Linked DNA regions of Bombyx mori: region 1 is linked to region 2. A link is a contact called in public Hi-C data. All regions are on one chromosome and are shown on one strand. The core of a region is the stretch at or near the end of the contact, and the rest is flanking DNA. Distances in the headings are between cores, read along the strand shown. Region 1 overlaps LOC101747221. Region 2 has its middle 27 kb from the start of LOC101743039.

Region 1 (7,182 bases), core at 3,959-6,458, 110 kb before region 2:
ATGTCGATGCAACATACTATAGTTTATATTATCAGGTGTGTTATTATGGTGAAACTAGTCTCACGGGACCTGTTGTTTCGCTTAACTGTGTGCTAGGGCTGTTAGATCTTGTACTTACATGTTCCGGACTAGACTGAGACATATGTACCCATTAATAATTTGAAATTGACAAGTAACATGTTGTGCAAGAATGACAACATACACCACAATATCTCAATCACGACACTGTACTCAGATTTGAAAAACATAGAAGAAAATGGTTTTTTCTTAAATGCTATAATTGCTTTGGCTAGTTGAATTATATCTGCTTGTAAGTCCAATTCAATTGCATTCTTTCAATACTACATTTTTATTTTTGAAGGCTTTCCCACACACTATTGTGCTTAGTGCGAGTTTTTTAACGTTCTCGACAGCGTAAAAGTTGAGTCAAATTTGTATGCAGTTACGCTACTAGTGGCAAACGTAGACAAACGTTCCAACTCTATACAAATTTGAGTTAACTTTTACGCTATCGAGAACGTTAAAAAACTCGCGCTAAGCACACAGATAGCTCGTTTAAAATCCAAATCCTTTCACGAATACGACATAATTTTGTGAAGAAAATCAAAAAAATATCGGTATGTGGGTGTAGTTTGTTCGAAAACTGGAGCATTGTCATATTTGGAGTATCAATAGAATAAACCCCGAAGTTGCAGTATGACCATATTTTTTTACTGTCACTAGTCGAGTCGATAACATAATGTATATTTACTAAGTCAATAGTTTAGTTTTAATTAAAGCACTATTGCATTAGCAAAGCACTTATACACAGTCTTGAGAATCAGTAAAATTTCTAGCTAAATATTGATGATTGAGACGAGTCTAGTGGGGTAGCCGGATGCAACATCGATTATGCGGCATGAAATGTTGAATAATATTGAATTAAATTTTATTTAAATTTTGTCGCAGCAATAAATTTACGTAGACAAACCTGATATAGGTTATATAGTTTAGAATATTTTCTACGACTTTCACGACTGATTAGACATAGTTGAAAGTAAAACTACTTTTACGTTTTAAATTTCGTCGTTTTTATGTTCATTATAATATATCTGACGTTTTCAAGTAAAGATAAAAACCGAAGTCTAACAAACTGCTTTTAAGAAAAATAGACGGTAGGTAGCAAAATATTAATAGATAAATAATAATTAGTCATCCGTGATCACGAAAACAGTAAATCTGAAAACGTTAGAAATAATATAATTAATAACAATTAAAAAAGGCAAGATTAGACCGTAAGAGTAGTTCTGATATAGGTTGATAAAATACTATTAATGAGAATATTGTCTTGAAAAAATGGAATATAAATACATATAGAAATACTTTTGATTTTAGTTGAAAATAAAATAAGGATACACAAATATTATTATAACGATAAAATTAAGAACTTGTTTTGGTCACATGCGATGAATAAGAGCTCACTTATTTATATAACGAAAAAATACATCTATAAATTACAATTTCACTGAATTCCAACGAATAAAAATTGCTAGCATTCTATCTAAATATTTATACAAATAAATCTTATTATGTAATAACGTTTATGCATTTCTTCTTCTTGGTCGTTCCCTCACTAATGAGAATCATGTGCGATTTGTCTTCATTTATTTCTGTACCGTGCGAGTTTAATAGATAATTGTAGAGTTTCTGTTGATTCTACATTATTTTCACTAACGTATTAACATCTGTCCCACGGTTAACTGCTTCTCGAACTCGAACATGCATGTTTGATCGCATTTGGTATAAAACTGTATAATCTCAAAACTTACTAATTTTACAGGAGAGTGTTTTAAAGGTTTAAAACATGTGATATTTTTAAAATTAATCATCTTTGCAATATTTATTTTTTATTTTGTACCAGTACATTATCTGTCTTTTAAAATAAGATAAAATTAAGTAACAATTAGTCAAAACATAGATAATCTAAAAAAAACCTAAAGTACGCTCTTTTGACAGTATTTATGAGAAAAATACTGGTGATACCAAACGATTCCACATATTAAATCAATTTCGAATATTTTTGGAAATTGTACACTTTTAATGCGAAAAGACGATATGTCCAAAGAAGCTTATTTAAGGCAAGTCGTTGTTTGACGTGAAGCTCTTGTAAAACGGTTTCGTTTGTCACCACGGCTGTCTGTTGTATCGTCAGCATGCGTCTCCAGCACCACATTTCAAAAGCGTCTACTGTGTCCAATTATATACCCTATTTCCAGCCTTGGCTGAACCTTAATGTGGACTTCAGCGATTTTTGGGCTGTAGGAGAACCGTTACTTAACAGGTAATAAACTATCTACCACTACAGCAAAAAAGAAGAAAGACAAAAAAATCTTAGTTATTATGGTTTTATTGAGTTCAAATTTTGTGAGCCCAACGTAATATAAATCGAGGACAACAGGCTGACGCTGATTGCGTTTCCTCAAGGAAATTACCGCACGTCAACACTTACATATACATAAGTTAATGGGTGGAATTAAACTTTACATCGTTTTTAAGTACATTGCGCGCTAAAGCAATAAAGCTACCGTCTCGAAACAAATGCTGAACTATTTTTTCTTCGCATAATATTATGAAGGTCAAAACATTTACTTCTTAAGTATATAAAATGTAAATTCATAACTTAAATATGGAATTAATGGATCGAATAGAATGAATAATCGCTGCATAATGAAATTAAAATAACCAAAATAATTTACTGGTGTAGGTAGGGTGTTGAACAGCGGGGCAGCCGTTGCACTACAGAACTGAGAACTTAGAACTTATATCTCAAGGTGGGTGACGGTTTTAATATTGTTGACGTCTTTGGGCTCCAGTAACCAGTTAACACCAGCTGGGCCAAAAGCTCATTCACCCATCCAAGCACAAAAAAAATATTATTACGTTCTTTTAGTGTCTTGTCATTAATTCCCAGCATCGCCTTTCGAGGTAACTTAACTTGGCTAATCTCTAAAAAACATCAGTTTTAAAGTACACATGTTCTTCTTGAATCTACTATAGTTACAATGACACAAAAGCTTAGCTTGTGGTTAAGTAGGTGATTTGTATGAAAGACACGTCGTTTGACAGCGGCAAATCTTACAGATTCTTGTAATAGATTATGTAATTCTCCACGTTATAGGTCCTTTATTGCTATTTTATAACTTAATGTTTCAATACAAAAATGATCGCATTTAAAAAATTGGTTTATCTATTTGGTTTCTTGAACATTTACGATATTTGAGTTTTATTTATTTTTCTTAAAAATATGTCCTGTATTTGTGGCTTTTATATACCAATTAGCCAATGCATTGGTATCTTGTATTAAAATATCATTCGCATTGAAAGAATTTATCAATTAAATAAAAGATCATTGTTATACATAATATATTACGCATATTTTATTTTATTTATTTATTTTTTATTGCCTTTGTAGGCAGACGAGCATACGGCCCACCTGATGGTAAGTGGTCACCGTCGCTCATGGACGTCAGCAATGCCAGGGGCAGAGCCAAGCCGCTGCCTACCATAAAGAACTCTCCGCAAGCCTCGTTTGAAGAAGGACATGTCATAGCGCTCGGAAAACACCGTGGAGGGGAGTTCATTCCAAAGCCGGATGGTACGTGGCAAAAAAGATCTTTGGAAACGCACTGTCGATGAACGCAGCGGTTCCAGATAATATGGATGAACTTTGCTCCGATGGCGGGAGGTGCGATGATAAAAAGGAGATGAGGGAATCATCTCGAATAATTCCTCAGAGCATTCCCCATGGACCATGCGGTATAAAACACAGAGAGAACCGAAGTCCCTCCGTAGACCCAGAGGTTCCAAGCGATCCGCGAGAACAGGACTATCGACCATCCGAACAGCCCGTTTCTGTATGGAGTCAAATGGAAGTAGCTGGTATTTGGGATTGGGGTATTTTATCCACAGCTATGCATAAAATATGCAAATTGATAAAGCACAACTACCCAATAATTACCCAATTGGATTTCACAGCCCTTACGCGGTAGTTCTAAAACGTCTAAACATATTCTGCTGATTATAATTTCGACGCCTATCGCGTTACATATTTTATTCGAAATGAATTTTAAGCGACCTTTCGAAGTGGATCATGGTTTTTTCCAAGTAAATGTATTTTAAATGCACAATGAAAGCGAAAGTTTTTGTATATTTTGTGCCAAAAAAACGGAATGTAAATAAGTAATAACGTTTAATAGTTTCATTTATCAAATGCAGATTTTAATGCAATTTTTGCGGCTGCTTATATAACCTAATGGATCGACTAAGACTGAGCCAATCGTACATGTTTTTTGAAAATTGTGTTATCATACATATGTTATATGTAGTCCTTAGAATCTATAGAAATTTTAAACGAGCTTTGAAATATTTCCATAACCATTGTCATTTGTTATTGCTAAATTGAGGTAACATATTTTTTATTTATTTATTATCTTAGCATAGTTTTTATTATTAACAATAATCCTAACATAATATTGATTTATTATTTTACTTTGGTCTTGGATTGAATTTTGGATTAATTTTTTATCATTCTTTGGTCTGTCCTCTCATCTCGTTTTTCGGCAACATTCTTGCCTATGTATATTTATAATGCAGGACTTTTTGGCGGGAACGCGAGGAGTGAATTTGTGTGATTTGTTTTATTTTGTCTATTTAGTGTTTCTTCGGGTTTAAATGTGTAGCGGTGGTTTATTAACTGTTTAATATCTGTGAAAGTGTACAAATGTGGGAAAATCAAACAAAGCCGCTGAATGTAACTTCTCGGGATCCTCCAAAAAGTCCACTGAAAAAGTCTCAGTAAATGACCATCATTTTACTGAGATTATATTTCATCCCATATCATCTCATCTCATTTCATTTAATTTCATCCCACTTGATTAATGTCTCAAATCTTCATTTAATTTCACTCCATATTATCATTTTTCATAAAATTAAGAATATAAATTAAAATGAGAAATGAATTAAAAGTCTTAGCTACCAGGTCATAACAACGCTTAAAAAAAATATGCCTATTAACTGTGTTTTTACCTTTAGGCAGACAAATCTTGTACAAATTTTCGAATCTGACAACCCGTTTTTGTTCTCAGGGATCTCACCCAGACAGCCTGTACAGAGTTCCAGTTGACAGTGGAGTCGCACGTACTAAGATGACAAGAGTGGTACGAGTTATCCGATGGCCCGCTGCCCTTGTAGCCGTATGCGTCGCCTTAGCAGTCTTCGTGTACTTCCTTATGCCTGGTACGAAATATATTTATAACTTACCGACGATACTAAATGGCGTCCCTTGTCATTTTTTAACTTATGCACGGCCCAATCACCGCATAATCTGCAACAGCATGAAAAAGTACTAATAAAAAAAACGCACATAGCTGATGGAGGTATGTTCCTTTTACTCATACTACATTAACACTCATAAATTACCTTTTTGCAAAAACTCATATGATCCTTTGCTGTGTCGCTTAAAATTGTAATACTATTAGTATAATAATATTGTAACGTATTTTTTAAATTCTTAAGAAGTGTGAAGTGGTCAACCGTCTCCACAGACATTTAAATCATGAGTTCTAAGTCTCAGTTTTCAGTACAACGGCTGCACCACCCTGCAAACCGAAACGCATTACTGCTTCATGGCAAAAATAGGCAGCGTGGTGATACCTACCCGTACGGACTCACAATGAAATACGCCCTAACATCAGTAATAAATTATTGATAATAATTACAACGCTGGTCAAATACATTGGATATAGAAAATTGTCAATATGTAGTTGGCTTTCTGGACTGATTGCTAAAGCAATGAGATTTTCCATAAGGTAGGTAGATTTAAAAAAAAAACTATTGTTAGACTCTCTGAAGTAAAGTGTATTTGAATGGACGCTTTTATTTAGTTATTCTTACGTTGTATTGAACACCATTCACTAGATTTTTTTTTATTGTTTTAGATGAAAAAAAAAATCTGTTATTCTGTATAGATTCTATATAGATTCTGTTATTGTTGATTTATAATTTTAACGTGTTTCTTTTAACTTTCTAAATATTATTTTACAATAGGTGCACCGTTCGCGGATACTAATCAAGATAAGTTTTTGTTTGATATCGACACCTCGCAAAAGTTTATCTGCTGTGTATTGATCACTGCTTAATCGTTTTTTTTTATAGTCTTTATTACTACTTTATTAACAACCTTATCTTTCGACGATTATTACGTTTTGCAAAAAAATACTAGCGCAACAGTTTCAACAAATTTCATGTTAATGTTTAATCAAACTCTGCAAAATTGCAAAAGAAAACTCGGTTTCAATGACAAAAATGTATGAGTTCATAAAATAATATTACTTAAATTTTGATAATACATGATTTCGTTACGTATAATAAAAATAACGTAACATACATTGATATTTTTCAACATCGTATCCAACCAAAGCGCTCCGGGATTTCGGTTGAAACGTTTTGAAAGCTTCATTATTACATTTGATGTCCACATTTGTGCGACAGATCATGTCACAGGTCAACTCGTATACGTAATGCGACATATTATTATCTATTTATGAATTAATACATCATTATACCTACATAATGTAAGTAGTTTTCGTCTTCTAATGAACAAAGTTTGACCACAATCACGGACACTTTAATATTTATTTTTGGATTACATTTTCTCTGTTTCTAATCTGTTACTGATATTTGAACACAAAACTGACTACATATTTCGATTTTTTTTTATTGATTCACTAAAGCTCGTGAACAGCTACTACATAAAAAAATAGTTTGAAAAGCAGACGTCAAAATAATAATTTAATCTTATCTTATATCTTCTCAATTCTTGATTATAAATATATATATATATATATAAATATATATATATATATTTATAATCTGAATTTCGGAAACGGCTCCAATGATTTTCATAAAATTTTGTATACAGGGGATTTCGGGGGCGACAAATCGATCTAGCTAGGATTTATTTTCAGAAAATGTTGTTTTATTCGTGTTTTCAATAATCAACTTTATCGATAATCAACTTAAACATACTAATTTTTTTTATTGAAAGAAAATAACAAATAATATAATTTCTAAAAAACACATTTTATTAAAAAAAAAAAAATACCTCATCCTCATCCTCTCCTCATCCCCTAGTATTTCTATTAT
Region 2 (6,786 bases), core at 628-3,127:
CGTTTACCATATTGAAGTTAATAACTATGCTAAGAGTGAATATTAGAAAATAATTATTAACATCATTTTTCTGGTAGAAGAGTGTGCTACAGTTTGTCAGCCGCTTTGAAATTGACACGGCTTTACTGAGCCTTCCAAGGATATTAAAAAATGAAGCGTTTATAGCTTAAAAGGTAGGTCGCTCAGTGCGATCATTACAAACAATATATCTACGATCACTTCTAACTATAATTGAGACCTTAGAACTTATATCTCAAGGTGGGTGGCGCATTTACGTTGTGGATGTCTATGGGCTCCAGTAACCACTTAACACCAGGTGGGCTGTGAGCTCGTCCACTCATCTAAGCAATAAAAAAAAACTACATCGTAAAAAAAGCTTGCCAAATATAGTGTTATTGGTGGTGACTTACAAGTATGTGCTTGTACTTTTCAGGAATATCATCCATATTTCTATCGAATTTAAGCTTTGCTGCTATTCTACTGCTATTCAGACTTTCTATCGTATTGATGGCAGTTTTCGTGTTATGCCGTCAATTTCTGTCGGTAATGGTTTAACGTCAGAGACATCGTGGGCATGCGTTATTCATCGGCTGCAATCACAGAAATAATATCAAGATCAGAAATAATATCTTGATTTATTTCAGTGGCTGCAATATAACCAAAATTTTAGCGCATTAAGTCAGGAAAACAGATTCCAATAAAATGATAAGTATTTGTTTCTTTTTTCAATATTTCGTCTTTTCGCATTAAAAGTGTACAATTTCCAAAAATATTCGAAATTGAGTTAATATGCGGAATCATTTAGTATCTCACCAGTATTTTTCTCATAAATTCTGTCAAAAGAGCGTAGTTTAGTTTTAGTTTTTTTTTTTAGTGTACCTATATCTTGACTACTATTATCAAAATTAATACATCATTTTATTTTACTTTAAAACAGATAATGTAACCGGTAAAAAAAAAAAAAATGTTGCAAAGATGATTAATATTAAAAATATCACAATATGTTCAACCTTTAAAACACTCTCCCGTAAAATTAGTCATTTTTGAGATTATACAGTTTTAATGCGAGAATACGATTTGTCCTAATTTGCTTGAAGTCAGCAATGCATAAGATTATTATTTTTGGGAATATACGACAAACAACCGATTGTAACCGATCAAACTTAGCAGTGTGACAATGTTACTTAATAAGTTGGAAACTCTATTCGCACTCATATGGATGTACGTACGTGTTCTCTGATTAATAGGAGACAGACCAAATAATATATATGATAGATTTAAGAAACAAAAGCGTAGTAGCACCTCTTTTGAGTAACACTTATTTAATGTGAGATACATTTTAAGTGAAAGACCGAAAGTGTTTTATAAGTGACCATGTCGACTAAAGCTTTTGTGTAGATGTTAATAGTACATTAAAATGTTGACCGTTAAATAATTTCTAAGTTGAGGATTTATAGAGTTAAAGTGGTAAGATATATCTGATAGTTTATGTACGATTTAGCGTAGAAAGCAGCTATAAAACGTAGGTTTATAGAATTCTATTGATTGTAAAGCCTGAAATGTAAGCGGATTAGAAATTTAGCGTCGATGATCCGATCCAGCGGACTTGGCCATAGTAAAGTGGGTAGTTTGCGTCCACCTACGCATGCGCAGTGTAGCTCTAGTCGGCAGGCAGAGAAACATGAAGTTCTGGCCGGAGTTCTGTTCTATGCTGTGATCGTTCTGAAATCTCCGCAAACGATAGCTCAATCTAGTGACGGAATAAAGTATCGCTGGTTGATGATTGTGTTTATTTGCGCGGCGGGTGTGTGTGTCGGGCGGCGCGCGTGTGTGCATGCGTGCGAGCGGTAGTAGTGGGCCACCCAGCGCGAGGCCACACGCAGCGCCCACCCACGTGGCAGGGGCGCCGGGCCCGCGGCCCGCGCCCTCTTCATCTACGGCCTACTCGCCCTCGCGCCCGACCTGCTACCGATCGCGCCTAGCCACCGATACGCCAACTTGATTGACATCTGACAATCATTTGTGTGATCGATCGCGGCTTCCGGTCAAAGGAACATGACAATATCAATCAAAGCAGATAAAATAAAATAATTCTGTTTTTTTTTATTTACCAACATAAAATATCATCATTCTATCTCAACTGTACAACTAATTTAAAAAAAATATCCTCGTAAAGTTATAAATTAGAGAACCAGTTGCATAACAACTTACCACGTTACGCGCACTCGTCTCGCGCCGAAATCGCCAGCCTGTTCCAACATTCATATAAAAATCATTCAACTTTAAAAAGCTACTTATAACAGTGAATATTCAGTTACTCCCGGCACTATATAAGCCGCAGTGCTTATCAAATTGAGCGGATGATTTGATTAGCATCCCGCTTACGCGAAATATTTGAGCCGTAATAATGATTTTCAGATGTCTCACTTGTTCCGCGATCGATCGTAAATTGTTTTCTTTATCGCGAGTAAGACGCAATTTACATAAATTTCGAATTCATAGAGGTGCAATTTAGATACGAAATGAACATTAAATTGTTGCTTATTAACTACAGCGTAAATAGTGGTCTTTTGAAACAGCATTAATTCTTGTTATAATACGGTAAAAATGAAAAGAAAAAAAGAAAATCGAAATACTACAGAATTATAATGTGGAAATTTCTGACAGTAGGTACAAAAGAGTTATGTGTTTAGGACATCACCATGTAGTTTTATAGCGTCTTGTGTAAGCAAAATAAATTTATTCTTTATCTAAACGCAAAGTTTTTTAATTTATTTATGATGAGAACATAATTTACGTAGCTTCACATTTTAATTGTTATTAACTGGATGTTAAAATTCAAAGACACGTTTTTATTCCCTAATATTGCGAGGCATATTACTCTTAAGAGTGTATTCGAAAGCTGAATTCAAAGGTTGGTTTAAATGTTCTAAACAAAATTCGATTCAGCATATAGGACTGTCTATATGATTTGCATTAGACGGGGGACGAGCTCACACTCAACTAGTTTTAGGGCGATTTACGGAGCTCATGAACATTACGCAACGGGAATACAGTCTTGAGATATGAACCGGAATCAAATCAGAAATTTTCGCTTCATAACATCCACATAAGTAGTAAGCATTCTAAGTACTTCATCGTTCATGTATTACGAATTTAGAGTTGTTCTTTATTGGTGGAGAGCCTCGTGAGCCCGGACGGTACCACCACCCCGCCTATTTCTGTCGCATACAGTAATGCGTTCTGATTTGAAGAGCTTGTACTATAGAACTGAAACTTAGAACTTTTATCTTAGGGTGGGTAACGACGGTTATGTTGTTGATGTCTATTGACTCCGGTTACCACGTTATACTGAGTGGGCTCATTCACACATCTAAGCATTAATAAAAAAACCATAGTATCTTCGTCATCTTCTTTGTACTAACTTCTTGGTATCATGATTTTTCTAACTATTCATTACTAATTACATGTCGTGCGTGGTGTTATTACCCGCATTCTCCTCCGTACGTCATATTCCTCAGTGCTGAGGGTCGTGACCTTTACGGAGCACTTTTGTTAGGACTATGTTCCTCTATTCACTCCTGTCCTCCGCGCAGTGGATAGCGATATTGATGCTGGATTCCAAAGTCGTCTTAATTTGATTGATTTGATCGGACCAGCGCATGAGATTACGTCCCCTAGGTCTCTTTCCTTCCACTTTAATTTAACCAATAAATAGACGATGTTCCGATACTGTTCGAATAACGGCACAGTGCCTCAATTTGTGCCACTGCTACATTCACGCTGCAGTCTATGGGCTCTGAAGACCATACAATAATTGGCACATGCCAGCTGGACCTCAGTTTGGACATAGCGGCATCTCCCACGAACCTAAAACTCAACGCCTGTATGCTATCAACATGTAGTTCCGCTATAAACATTTAAAATGAACTTAAACACAGCTTAAAGTTTAACGTTTAATCTTAAAGAGGCTAGAAGACAATGTTGCGCTAATAAAATATTTAATTGAATTAAGCTCATTTGCAATATTTCATATTGGCCTTCTAAACAGTACTTTTTTATTGTCTTTGTAAGCAGTCGAGCGTACGGTCCACCTGATGATGAGTGGTTATCGTCGCCCATGGACTTCAGCAATGCCAGGGGCAGAGCCAAGCCACTGCAAATTTTGTGAGAAACTGTACTGTTTTTTGTGAGCTTCGTTCTGAAATTAAAGTATTTAGTATTTTCTTCGGTTTTTGCGAGTCGTACACATAGTTAACATTACTTTTAATCGCGCGTTTTTGAGTCAAAATTTAAAAAATAATATACTGTCATCAAAAGAGCGAGAATAAATAGTAAAAGTAATTTAATTTTTTGTACTGTATTTATTTACGTATTACGTATTTATGAAGGAAATAGTAATGCTCTGTAAGCGTAGGATTGCTTCTTTTAAATATCTTTAGTGCGTCCGGATCGGGTAGTTAATTGAGGGTTCTACCCCGCTTTCGTAGGGGCAGCGCCGCATTATCGTCACAAAGATAGGACCGGACATTTCGCTACCGACCTTTGTGACTGCGATGCTCGGAAGGAGCGAGTCCTGGCAGGCGACGCTTGATCTCCGTGAAGCAGTCGTGCTTTCCGGTTTGAAGGGTCTGTCGTTAGGCATTAAAAATTAAATTTCGCCCTCTGTTCCAAGATGACATTATCATTTTCATTTCCATTTGCTATTGCAGAACGACTGTGATTTCTTCTGGTCATACGAAAAAAAAACAACAATAGGACTACTTTCATCCAGTGGGGTATTCCGGGACACCAATAGCAGTGTCTGGGCGGCCTGACGGGCTGCCGTACCGAGACAGCTGACGTTTCAGAGCCTTCGATTCGCATTGGCGTGAGCTGCGCCGTCTGGTTGTAGTGTTGACCGCGGTAACCCCTTACCTCATCCGGGTTCTGACCTTCGAGGGGATCGGACGCTTGAGCGAAGAGTGCAGGGGAGTCGTTTTGTGGGTAGGGCCCGGAAAACATCCTTGGGCCCGCGGTCGCAGTCGGAGACCAGTCCCGAGGTCCGGCCCTCGGTCCGAAAAAAAAGAAAATAAATCTATTTTCATCGGCATTTACAAAGTGGGTCTACTTCAATGTGATAATGACTATAATATTAGTTTCTCTTTCTTTTTTTTTGTGTATCAGTTGAATCGTTTCGAGGAAGATAACATAATAGAAGCTGTCGCCAAGCTGATAATCATATCCACCAATTTTAAGTAGTAGCACAGAGTAACAGAGTTTTGTAGAGGTGACATTTGTAGGAATTTGTGGCGTGTCGTCAATTGTTTTCCCTTTGCTTTTGCTATGGGCTTAAATCTTAGCCTACTGTTATAATTAAGCAATAAACATAGCTTATGGTAGTGCTAGTAGGTTGCGAGTATAAGACTAGAAAAATACGTTTTTTTTTTTTTCATTTTACAAATTTATTTTACATGCGCGTTTCGTTAGATTATAATTGAAAACGAACTGACGCATGGGACATGCGTTCATGAAAGAACCTTTCCTTTCCATTGCCGGTTCACTAACTAATGTTTAGCTCAATCGGTCTCACTTATTTTAGGCGTTTAGCTTATGCCCTTTTTGGCTTCCTCTTTTTCGGAAATACATATTCATGTAATTTATGTATCTATTACAAACAGCTATCTTTATATGTGTTTGATGTCCTCTGCGTAGTTATTAAACCGATAATTTAAACAGAGATCATTTTTTCAAAACTTAATGTTCCGAATAAATATTTGTTTTTACGACCGTTGTAGAGAAAGTCACAAACAAACACCTGCATATTCGCAACCTAACGAAGTAACAGTAAGTAATTTTTATTTTATTTTAATGTAGCGTCTACAAAAAAAAAATCCGAACGAAAAACGTTTGGAAAAAATAAACATCACCATAGTCCCAAATTCTTTCTGTTATTGTCTCGAGTCTGTGACGTGACGATGTGCTGAACGTCCTTAGGGCTTTTAATGTCGCCGCTTGCTACCAAGAAGCGAGCCTGGGCGTGTCCAATCATGACCATCAATCCTCCCGAACCTATAGAGACATTAGCCTGAACACGACGTTTCTGACCCACGATTACATCGGAAAGCATTTCCGGCAATTTTTACGTTTTTTTTTTTTTCATGTCGTCACTTAATTGACCATCTTGTCTGTGTTTTGTATTACTCTAGGTGAGTATGGGAGCTCACGACACCGTTGTTGTTAAGTAGTTCCCGATGTCCATAGGCATAGCAAATTCACTGATGCTGCCCGTCGAGTCAGCAGTCTCACATAATAATAAGTGTTATTGGGTATTAAAATAGGCAAGGCCACCTATCCGTATAGGTTCCGCACACAGTGATTTTGCAAACTAATAAATGCTGTAAAAAAATTACTCTTCGTGTTTGTAGCATTTGGAGCACAAAATAATGGTGTCGAAATAAATAACGAAAAGCAACATTAATAATGATGAGATTATTTTGAATTTTCTTACAAAAGATTTCAACGAACTTTGCAGCATAATAAATGCATTCATCACAGATCCGTTATTTTTAATTTTTAAAAAGTGAGTTCACATCTAGCATGCTTAATTACTAAACAGCATTCAAAGATAAGAAAGACAAAGATCTAATTTTAAATGAACGCGAACATCCACGTTGCGTCTATGGACTCTGGTCTGGGGGACCAACCAATCACCAAATTCGTTCGGACATCTATTAAAAATAAAACTCTTATCTCAAGGCGGCATTTACATTGTAGATGTCTATAGGTTTCGGTAACCACTTACTT

What was found. Hi-C and Micro-C count contacts between places; a contact is called where the count stands out from the background.
Region 1: a contact with region 2 is called in a Hi-C map of middle silk gland, with 2.2 times the contacts expected there. The contact joins two enhancer-like sites. A contact is called at or near these places in 2 of 7 Hi-C or Micro-C datasets (middle silk gland and posterior silk gland).

The regions. Positions count from the first base shown.
Region 1 is chr5:13,559,952-13,567,133 of ASM3026992v2, reverse strand. LOC101747221 reads left to right here. Exons shown (of 10, transcript XM_062668761.1): 3 at 5,124-5,274. Among protein-coding and RNA genes, the nearest start is that of LOC101742601, 29 kb to the right of the region's middle. Within about 2 kb of position 5,208, at least 2 of the 8 cell types and tissues checked have open chromatin away from gene starts, as enhancers often do.
Region 2 is chr5:13,451,417-13,458,202 of ASM3026992v2, reverse strand. No RefSeq gene overlaps it. Among protein-coding and RNA genes, the nearest start is that of LOC101743039, 27 kb to the right of the region's middle. Within about 2 kb of position 1,877, at least 7 of the 8 cell types and tissues checked have open chromatin away from gene starts, as enhancers often do.